2 separate regions of the Hordeum vulgare genome follow, and region 2 is linked to region 1. A link is a contact called in public Hi-C data. All regions are on one chromosome and are shown on one strand. Each heading gives the region's core, a stretch centred on a gene start, on an enhancer-like site or on the middle of the called end of the contact. The rest is flanking DNA. Distances are from core to core; before and after follow the strand shown.

Evidence for each region. A called contact is a pair of places that touch in the nucleus more often than the background predicts.
Region 2: a contact with region 1 is called in a Hi-C map of seedling, with 4 times the contacts expected there. The contact joins the promoter of LOC123400073 here to the promoter of LOC123400068 in region 1. A contact is called at or near these places in 4 of 6 Hi-C or Micro-C datasets (leaf and seedling) and 1 of 1 datasets of contacts at active chromatin or transcription factors (embryo).

Annotation. Positions count from the first base shown.
Region 1 is chr5H:499,523,104-499,528,672 of MorexV3_pseudomolecules_assembly, forward strand. It overlaps LOC123400068 (two-component response regulator-like PRR95), which reads right to left and starts at 3,085. Exons shown (of 7, transcript XM_045094466.1): 1 at 2,710-3,085; 2 at 1,867-2,028; 3 at 1,642-1,772; 4 at 1,404-1,556; 5 at 781-1,166; 6 at 1-658. The coding sequence starts at 2,893.
Region 2 is chr5H:499,756,605-499,762,173 of MorexV3_pseudomolecules_assembly, forward strand. It overlaps LOC123400073 (pentatricopeptide repeat-containing protein At4g01400, mitochondrial), which reads left to right and starts at 3,219. Exons shown (of 1, transcript XM_045094469.1): 1 at 3,219-5,194. The coding sequence starts at 3,276. The coding sequence ends at 4,484.

The sequences.
Region 1 (5,569 bases), core at 1,835-4,334:
CAGGGCAATCTCACGTTGGCTCAGGTGATGCAACCCCTCCATGCTTGGATTTTCAGTGGCACCGTCGGATGCGTTACATTGTTCAGTAGGGGTGGTGATCCGGTTGGAAGAGCTTCCGCAGGCGCTGCCACTGAGAGCATTGCTGTTGCCAGAGTTGTTCAGCACAGTACTGCTTCCGCTTTCACCGGTCATAGGTGAAACCTGCTGAGTGTTGCTGTCTGAGGGGATTTCAACGTGCAGGTGCTTTTCATTTGCAATAGGTGGAGGTAGAACTTCTTGCAGCTGTGTGCTTTCAGTCTGCTGGCAGTCCATCTCTGTTGGATCATTCTGTTGACACTTCTGCTGCGATGAAGTTGCCTGTGTGTCCGCCTTTTGCGACACTGGAGTTCTGCTATTCCAAATAGGAGGACCTGACTGTGGATAAAGAAGGGGTGCCACAGGTGCACCGCTCCAGAATGGCTGCCCATCAAAAGTGAGGCCTCCAACAGGAGCGGGAAGTGGTACAACTCTGATAGGATGGCAACTTGTGTGTGTCTTGTCTTGAGAAGGAGCCGCCCAATTTCCATTCTTGTTTGCTGGATCTACATGTGTTGCTGAGGTGCTGCATGGCTGGGCATCACCAGCGTTACCAAAAGAGGATACAGGCCTGCAGTTGTACCTGTGAATAGGAAATAATTTTAACCGTAAGATATCTTTCTAGGTCAAGAACAATAGGATCTCATGGTCCTCTGATGACAAAAGCACAGATACCAGAACAAGCGAAAGAAAAGGTACACTTACAATGAAAATGCAGATGCAGTTGAGTGGTTCAGGGTTCTCGTATCATTTTTCTCTTGGTCCTCTGATCTGCCATAGTCAGATCTTCTCAGGGAAAGCTCCAACTGATGGGCTGGGATGGAGAACCACTTATCGCCGTTTCCTTTAGAGTTTGTTCTCACAATATCCACCTCCATCGTGCTAGGCTTCGGTGCATCATCAATTATATGGACTACCTCGATATCTGTCGAGGCTTTCTTGCGCTTATTTTCACTAGGGTTTTCAGGATCTCTATTTTCCACAGTGTTTTTGGGGTCAGTAGATGATTGCCTTTCTGTTATCTGCTTGAACTCCAAGAAACTGTTGGTGTGCTTGCTCTCAGCCTCCGGTTCTGATCTTGTGCAAGAACTCTGCATAAAGAAATACCAATACTTAGTTTTTGCAAAGCTGCAGCAACATATCTAGGTTCAACATAGAGGAAATCACTGATGGCTCACTGATGGGCGATGGCCCATAGTTTCTACAACTAGCTATCAGGTACTTTAAGAATGATGGCTCATAGACAAGAGGAAATCACTGATTCCATGTTCAGTCAAACAACCAGCACTTAAAAAATAATGCAAAATTATGTTTTCTGTTAAACTTACTTGAGCGTCACTTTCTTGTTCACTGCATTCTCTATTTTTACGGACCACATTTTGAGTTGAATGTTCAGCTTTTGTCGCTTCAGTCTTTCGCCCGTGCTGTTCTGCGACATTCTCTTCTTGTTGTATTTGCTGTACATCGATCTCACCATTTGCCTGTAAAGGAAGCGGATCAAAGTTATAATCTAATAAAACAGAAAAAAACAATTGTTATAAAAAGGATGCAAGCATGTGGTCTTACAAGTTGTTTTCTCCAAACGTGTTGCCATAAGTTCCGTAACTCATTCTTTCTTATCGGCTTGACAAGGAAATCGGCTGCGCCCTTCAGCATGCATTTGAAAACCATGCTAACTGCATCATTCGAAGACATCACTGCATAGCCAGAAAAAAAAGAATTAGCATTAGACTAAGCTGCAGGAGCAGAAACTGCAAACTGAAACGAGACTGACATAGTTCGGGCACATACTTATGACAGGGATATTCTTGCAGGCGTCATGTTCCATGATCGTGGAGAGTAGGAGGAACCCAGACATGGAAGGAAGTTCAACTTCAGTGAGGACAAGATCTATTTTGAACGATTTTTCCTTTAGTAATTCCCAGGCCTTGACACCATCAGAAGCCGCAGAAACTGCAAGAACAATATGAAACATAAGTCTGAGAAAATGTTACAGGCTCTGCTAAAATCGTCATGAAAGTTCTAGCAGAACAAATTCAAAGGCCCAACTTGTTGGAAAATAAAATACTCTGTCCGCAGAAAATTGTACAATTTCAACATATGTCTAACTGTGCTAAAATCATGTTAACCCATAACTAAGTGTGACCGTACAAGTAATTATGTTTAGTTAATATTGAGCACAATTTAACACCAGACGCCCCAAAAGGCGTGGATTGAAGCGTTCAAACCGTGTTCCTTTCCTAATCGACACATGCCAGCGATAATACGGTATTGGCGTCGGTGGCTGCAGAGCAAATTTCGGAGCGATATTTGAAGAGAAAAAAAAAATTAAGGGATCTAACTATCTGACGAACTAGGCACCAGAACTAGCATATCTGACGAACTTATCGTGTGGCTGCTGGGAAGTGGATCAGACCAGAGGAAGCATCCTGTGTTCCTGTTCCTACCTACCGCGCCACCATGCCGAAACACTGATACGAAGCTGAACTCTGTAAAACTGGCAGCTACCTCCCGATCCGCCCGCACAGCACCAACCGGAACTCGAATCGAACTACCAATCCGGGAAATCAACAAAAGCTGCGGCTGCCGATAGATGGATGGATGGATTGATGCGAGGGTAGTCGAGGTGCGCACCGTGGTAGCCGCACTTGCGGAGCAGCGCGGAGATGACGTGGCGCGTGGAGTCGTCGCCCTCGGCGAGCAGCACCCTGACGGGCATCATCGGCAGCGCCCGCCGCACCTCCTCCTCCCTCCCGTCCTGGTCCACCACCTCCCTCTCCTCCACTCCTCCTCCTTGTCCTTGGCCGCGGCGCGCCATCCCGGGCGGCTCTGGCTGGTTATCTACTCGCCGGAGCTCGGCCGCCTCGACTCGCAGATCAAGTAGCCACCACCGAGACGGCTTCTCCTCCTTCTTCTCGCGCTGGATCGCTGGATTGGAAGCTTCGAAATGGGGATCGAAATGCCAGTGGAGCTGCGGACTCGCGAGCGATGGAGACGATTAAAACTAAGCGGCCGCAGAGGAGCATAGCTATATAGCCCCGACGCTACGCGATGCCGACAGGTGGGCCGGGGGCCGCCGGGGCCCGCAGAGCCAGTGGGCGGGGACGAGGGCACGTGATGGGCGCGCGGGCCTCGGGAGGGGAGAAAATATCTGCCCGCGCTGGACCGGCGGGCGGGGCCGCCACGTCACGCCGTGCGCCAGCCCGCGCGGGATCGCGGCCGCGGTGACGTGGCATCGCCTGGGCCAGTGGTTCGGCCAGCGGGCGCCCTGCCCACGCCGCGCGGGCCGCATGGGTTCGGCGAGGAGGGGGAGGGGCGGATCAGGCGATATTTCGCCGGGCCCGCTGGGGCACGTGGTGGGCCGCGGGGGAGGGATCCTGATCCGCGGCTGGCGCGGGAGACACGTGTTGGGTCGGGAGGCGCGCGCGCCGCGGATGGGTGGCTTTCGATCCGGTTTTAAAATCGTGCGGCTGGGGGAGAGAGGCCGGGGGCGTGGACGGGGCCCGCGGGAGCGTGTGGTTCTGAGCTTCGTGGGGGTGTGGTGCGGCGGTGCGGGGGCTGGGTGGTTGCCGTTTCCGCACGGTGGGGCCCCGATAATATCTTCCGCAGCGCAGTGGCACTATTAGTACTACTTTTTTTTTTTTGACTCGCGTGGTAAGTGTACTTGCTGCTTCACCGACCTGTTTATTTGTAGAATCATCTACAACCGCTCGCCTTGTCTCCGGATTGGTTGATGTCTAGTCATAAAAATATAATTCAAACGAATGTCTTAAACGGTTTCTAAAAAAATGTCTTAAACGGGTTTTAAACGTTGAACGGCATTCCTCATATCCAACATAAATCTAAAACGGATATGGGACGTCCGGACGCGTGCTTGCGCGTCCGCCAGACAGGCCTATCCTACCACACATTCATCAAACCCTTCCTCCTCCTTCCGCCTTCATTTTTCCTTTCTTGAGACCGAGCCCTTGCCGTCTCACACCCTTGCTCCACATCCTCACTGCGAGTCCCAATCCGCTGCCCAAGATGTCATCAAGCCCACCCCGACCATCGTGACAGAGGTTCTGTCCGTCGCATCCGTCGGCGTACCGCCCTCGGCTTTGTCCTACAAGCGAGAGAACATCGCCCGGAGGAACCGGCGCCGCAGGCAGCGAGAGAGGTAAGCGGTTGTGACGTTGCAGTGAGCGGAAGGGGAATGAAGGAGCCATTGCAAGCCCCCCAGCCTTGCGCGGAACCCCACACCACATTTATTTGTGTGGCGACAAGGATTGCATCATCGGACTAGGTTGGGACAGATAAGGATCTGATGGACAGCTAGGGCATTCCAAACTACTTTCTGCCAACGGACATGCCAACGACGGACGTGTGTCACTCAACGCAACTCGTTCGAACGCGAATAAGCACGTGCACCGGCAGAGTTCGGGCTGCCCACGACCTGTTCGACATAATGACACCACAAGACTCGGTATGTTCAATTACTCGTGTATGCTCAACTTTGCATATGGTATGTTCAACCACCGCAACTCGCACGAGACACCGAGGACGCGAAGATCATGTTGACGGATGAAACCCTCTTGGATGAGCATGCAAAGAAGTGGATTGAGAAGAAGGAAAATGAGATCAATCACCGTAGGGAGTACAAGGTGGTGATGGCGGCTGTAGCAGCGGCGGAGCATGCGACAACGATGCAGGCGGATCATGCAAGCAGGATGCAGGAGTTGTAGGCGGAGCATGACACAAGGATTGCCTCGGAGCAGGAGACAAGGATGGCCTCACAATAGAAGACATGGATGGCATCCGACGAGTGATCCGGCCAGCTAGCAAGCCATCCGTCACATTCGGACATTGATTTTCATTTTACCATGTGTGGATTGTTGAACTATGATTTGTTTTAATTTCTTTCAGAGCGTCGAATTCGGACAATTTGTATCATATGATTGACGCGCAAGGATTGCATGGATTTGAGGTTCTGTATTTAAGGTGTGTGGATGTGTGACAACCCATATGAGGGGTTGTCTAGCGTTGTCTGCGGACGTGCCTAGATGTGCCCGCGCACGTATATGGGATTGAATTTGTCAAATCCGACTGTAGATGGTCTAACACACTTGTCATGTTCTTAGAGCATCTATAACCAAACTTGGCAAATCCGACCCCTCAAACGTGTGCGGACGCGTGCGGACACGTCCGTGGAAACTACCTGGTCAAACCTCAAATTGCCCATCACACAATCAAAAATAGCATACCACAAATCCATACAAACTCATTCAACTACGTATATGATGATTACACACATCGCCCGACTACTACATGTGGACATGCAATCAGATTACCAACTTTTGACATGTTTAACCTTCATGATAGCTATGGAAAAGATCATCCACGACTGCCCTTGTCATCCTTCTCATGGAAGTAGCAGTCAAAAACACAGTAGGGATCGAGTTGGATCAGCTCATCGCCGGAGCTATCCGATCCATCATTGTCTCCTTCACCTCCT
Region 2 (5,569 bases), core at 1,969-4,468, 230 kb after region 1:
AAATGGACATGCGGGGAATCGCGGGGTTTCTGATCCCCTCGGGGATAATCCCCTACAAACCTCCTCAAACCCTGCGCACCAAACAAGGCCTGAAGGAGGTTGGGGCCGCGTGATGGAGGCTGGGAATGGGAGAGGGCGGCGCGGATGTACGTACCGGCGGCAGCGACGAGTCGACGAGTCTGCAGGCGGCGCGCGCGAGGAGGCGATGGGTCGGCGGCGGTGCAGGGAGAAGATTGTGTGGCTCCAGTTCCACGAAGGCCTCCTCGTGCTTTCTGAACCGCGTGGATTGAAGCAAATCGAAGGGGGGTCGGGTGGATTGGGCCAGTGAAACCTCCTGTACCAAATGGTTCAAAGAGGATTGTAACGGGTTTTGGGCCACGCGTGGAAAATCCACTCAAACCCCGTCCAAACCTCTGGTGCCAAATGAGGCCTAAGGGTCATTTCACTTTTGCCCCATGGTCAGGCTCGCCGTGCGCCTGCCCGCTGGTCAGCAGAGGCTGCGGCCACCACGGCTCCACCTACGTCTACGTGGCCGGCCACAGATATTTAGGCGCGAGATCTTTTCCAGCCCGATCGGCGCTGCCGAATCTTTATCACGTCTCTCCTTTTTCTATCCAAGCAAGCCAGGCCGCCACATGCATGCGTCCGGTCCGCGGCCGGGATCGCACGGCCCGTCGCCGTCTCCGCCGCGTGTGTGTGAACTCCTTCCTCCTTTTGACATAAACTCCGGGGCTGTGCCGTGCCGGGTCGTGCGGATATGGATCGAACATTCTTCGCGGAGGAAGGAGAATTTATAACCAAGTGGCCGAACGGAACGAGAGGCCAGCGATGGCGCCAGCCAGCCCCGCGGGCGAGAAGATTAGGATACTACTGTTTAGAGGGGAGCCAGCGCAGGTTTTTCTCCGGCGAGGAGCAACTTGCAGCGAGATCGATCGAGCCAACAACTATCAATGGAAAATATCTCTGTCGGTCGCGCAGTTCTCGGCTTGAGCAGAGCTGTTGGCAACTTGGCAAGCAACTTGTCTGGGTTGAGAAAATATCTCGGATGGTCTGGTAATTAAATATCTTCGTGGGTTTCAGGTACACTGTACACTGTTCCAGCCATCCGATTAGATGTTTATATATAAAAAATCCGGCCTGCTGAACTTGGTGGCTTCTGGAACAAACCCAGGGCCGGCCAGCCAATGGTTTTCGCGCTGGGGTGGCCGTTGTTTGTTGCACCGTCGGTGTCGGTCTTGAATCTCTTTGGGCCTGCTTGGCAACTTGGCAAGCTAGCCAGCGCCCAGCTACCGTCACCGACTCGGTTGATCTAGTGCAATCTTCGTGAAGTTTCGTGATGTTGTTCATGTACAGTTATAGGCCGTGCATGTCTGGTGTGTTCATATATCTTCTTCAGCAGAGCCCTTTCGATGCCATGTCGTGGATATAAACTTTTGCTGGTTTCTCGAACTGTGATTACGAGTAGTAAGGAGAATTTTGGTGTGAGTATGACGGTACATTTTTGTTCCGCTAAAAGGAAGATCTTTTGTCTTAGAAAAAACGGAAGATATTGCCTTCGGTTCAAGTTCAGCTGTTGGCATGGAAGCAGTTGCAGCTGGTTCAGAAAATATCCTGGAGTTACTGTTCCCTGGATTAGATAACCGGCCGGTAGAGTATATGTTTTCACTTTTCACGATAGGTGGTCGTTGGTTGCTGCACTGTCGGTGTCGGTGTCAGCGTCGCTCCTGTGTGTGTGTGGTTTGTCACCGACTCCGACTCGGCTGATGTGGTGCAATCGTCCTGATGCCGTGCACGCGCACGGTTAAATGGCGTACCTGTATTCATGTACACCATCAGTTTACGTTTGAAGCCTCGGTTGCTACAATCCACCTCTCATCTTTCCAAGCATTCTCTCATGCAAGCAGGAACAGCACGGTTGATCCAGGGTAACGCTAGCTCTAGGTCTGGAATATAAATTTCTGAAGGTGTCTCTGGGAGCTGCATTATTTTGGAACTTGTGAATGAAGCAAGTATATTTCTTTTTCAAGTGTAATAACATGAGTAGTGCATTTTTTTCTTCCGCGGAAGAAAGATATTTTTTAGAGCATAACCGTCGGCTGAGGTTCAGCTGTTGGCATGCATTAAAGTTCTAGATTCAGAAAATATCTTCGTGTTGCTTTTTTAAAAGAAGGAAAACCCCCGGTCATCTTCGTGTTACTGTTCCCTAGATTATATAATGAGCATATATATATTTTAAAAGAAAATTATTTTTTGATATTCCGCAAAACTTGAAAGTATGAACCTTTTTCAAAGTGTCTGAAATATATTTTAGTTTATGAACAATTTTAGAAAATGGGAGCACTTTTTGAAATATCAAATAAATTTGAAAACATATTTTTTGTAAATTCTTATCAATATTTGAAATGAAAAACACATTTGTAACTTATGAACCAAGTTTTGGAAAAGGAAACATTTTTTAAAATTTCGAACTTAAAACTTTTTTAAGTAAAAAGTTTGAAAAATAAAAAACAAGAAATGAAACGGAAGCAGAAAAAAGGCAAAAGAGAAAAAGAAACAGAAACTTCTGACAAGGTACAAAGGTAATGCAGATTCTGTGTAATGATTTTTCGTTTTTGCAAGCATGATTATGTGTAATGATTTTTCGTTTTTGCAAGCATGATTATGTGTAATGATTTTTCGTTTTTGCAAGCATGATTCTGTGTAATGATTTTTCGTTTTTGCAAGCATGATTATGTGTAATGATTTTTCGTTTTTGCAAGCATGATTATGTGTAATGATTTTTCGTTTTTGCAAGCATGATTATGTGTACAAGATTTGATGTTTGCAAAGTTTATAACAAGAAGTAATGTCCTGTAAGAGTATACTACTTTTAATTGCTCGATGGCTTGGTGTAAATCCGTCACATCCTTTTCTGTCATCAGCGACTGTTGTGTCACCGCACAGCTACTCAACAGGGCAACCGTGGTTCATCGAAACTGGGATTTTCTCGTTGCACATGGATTGGAAACAGCGGGAAGGCATTATCCGATTTATATCCGACCCGCTTACGAGATATGGGCCATCATTGGGTTTGAGAGACATCTCGTACGGGCCATGGCTAAACCCACTAAGCTAAACAAAAATGCTCCAACATCGTCGTCACTGGACTAATTTCTCGATTCGAAAATAAGCCCACGTTGATATATGGCTACTGACTTCCGCAGCGGCCCGGTTCTTCGCTCCATCTCGCGGCCCCCACGCTGCCCGTTGAGATCGGCGACATCGTAGCGGCGCCGATGCCCCCGTCGCCGCCGGCGATCTCGCCGGCGCGGCTGCACAAGCTGGTGACCGCGCAGAAGGACCCGCTCCTGGCGCTCGAGCTCGTCAACGTCACCTCCCCGACCACCACGCCGCACCCGGCCACCCTCCACGCGCTCCTCCTCCGCCTCTCCCGCCGCCGCGACCACCTCCCCCACGCGCTCGCCCTGCTCCGCCGCCTCCCGTCCCCGCCCTCCCCGCGCCTCCTCCTCCCGCTGCTCCTCTCCGTCCTCCGCCTCCGCCGCCCGCCCCACCTCTTCCTCTCAACCTTCAACACCCTCTTTGTCGCCGGCCCCAGCCCCCTCTCGCTCCACCCTCAGCTCCTCCTCCGCCTCCTCTCCGAGCTCTCCTCCACCGCCGCCTACTTCCCTTCCGCGCTCCACCTCCTTCGGCTTGTGTCCTCCCGCCTCCCCCTCCCGGCGCCGCTCGTCCTCGCCTCCCACAACCTGCTCATCGAGGCCGCCGCCCGCTCCGGCCACCTCGCCGTCTCGCTCTCGCTCTTCCACCGCCTGCGCTCCCTCCACGTGTCGCCCGACGCCCACACCTACCGCATGCTCACCCAGTCGCTGTGCCGCCGCGGCCAGGTCCGCACTGCCGCTACCCTGCTCGACGAAATGCTGCACAGGGGCATCCCTGCCGACCCTCTGGCCTACACCACTGTGCTCAACGCCCTCTGCCGCAAGAAAAAGCTCCGCGAGGCCTACCGATTGCTGTGCCTCATGCGAGGCCGTGGGGTCTCTCCTGACATCGTGCACTACAACACCGTCATCGTTGGAATGTGCCGCGAGGGGCGACCACTCGATGCCTGCAAGGTGATTGGTGATATGACGGATAGTGGCTGCATACCGAATGCAGCGTCGTATGCAGCGGTTGTGAATGGGTTGTGCGTGAGTGGGTTGTTTCACAAGGCAGAGACATACTTGGAAAGTATGGTGGCTATAGGGATTATACCACATTTTTCTGTGTTCCATTCGGTGATCAAGGGGTGTTGCACAGTGGGCAAGGTAGAGGAGGCTGCTAGGATGATGAGTCGGATGCTTGATCTCGGGATGCCTCCACATGTTGAGACATGGAGTTCAGTGATCAGCAGCGTTTGTAATGACGAGGACTATGTTGAGGTGATTTTATTGCAAATGATGAAAGGAAGAGGGCGCTGCTCGAACACAATCTCCAGGAGTACCTCGTGATGATGTTGCGTGGTGTGGTGGCAGAGATTTAAGAAGCAATCAATTTGTAGTTCCTCATTTTTGGTGACGATTTGAACAATCAGCCTTGCAAGGTGTGCAAACTGCAAAGTAGGCGTGGAGCTCATAGTTGGGGAAACAGAGGCTGTCAACCAGTTGGAGTCAAGATCAAGATGCAGATGATCAAGATGCCAAGAGTCCATCCTAGTACCTGGTGTCGAGACCTGCTGGATACGCCGTTCTGCTCAAAGGAAGATACTGGGGCTATATTATGTGGAATGTGGTCCAGTTGGATAGTATGCAATGGTCGCCACCATGGCGAAGTGCCAATGAAGTTAACCTCTCCATGTAGGTGGGCTTGAGATGTTGCTGCAGATCTACTGCATTCAAATAGAAACAACGTGGATCAAGAGAAACAAAAGATGGACTCTAAATGGCACCCTCCTGCTCCACAGCCGCTAAACTGAATGTTGATGCTGCGTTCAAGGCAACTGATAACCAGGGAGCTACTGGAGCTGTTATTACTTATTAGAGATCAAAATGGCAGCCTCATTGCAGCTTGATGTTTCTGGTATGATTTCTCTCCTGTTGTGTTGACTGCTGAAGCCTGTGCTTGTAGAGATGGAGCACCGCTGATCCCTGAAATCTGAATCGGTGCACAAATGCTTTCACTTTTGCGTTCAATAGCGGAAAACACAAATGCTTTCACTTTTGCTGCTGCTATCGATGCACGGGATGCTCATTTACTGCAACTTATTGTAGAATAGAGTTAGGACAGAGACGTGACAGTATCAAATTTGTCTTGTTTTAACATAGTGTAACACTCTCAGACGATAGAAAAATGGTCAAACCGAGAAAATACAACACGAATGAGAGGGAGGAGGACAAGGAAAGGCCCCAACCTCCTCCCTGCTCCTGCCACTCCACTCCACGGGATGCACACAAATTCTGGCTTCCTGCTTTCCTTTGCTCTTGGCCTTTTCGTCTTGTGGCCCTGACCCTGCAACAACACAACTCGGAGCCGAAGCAACAAGCTATTCTCATGGCGAGCTCAAAGGTGGGATAGCAAACTAAAGCAGATCTAGATG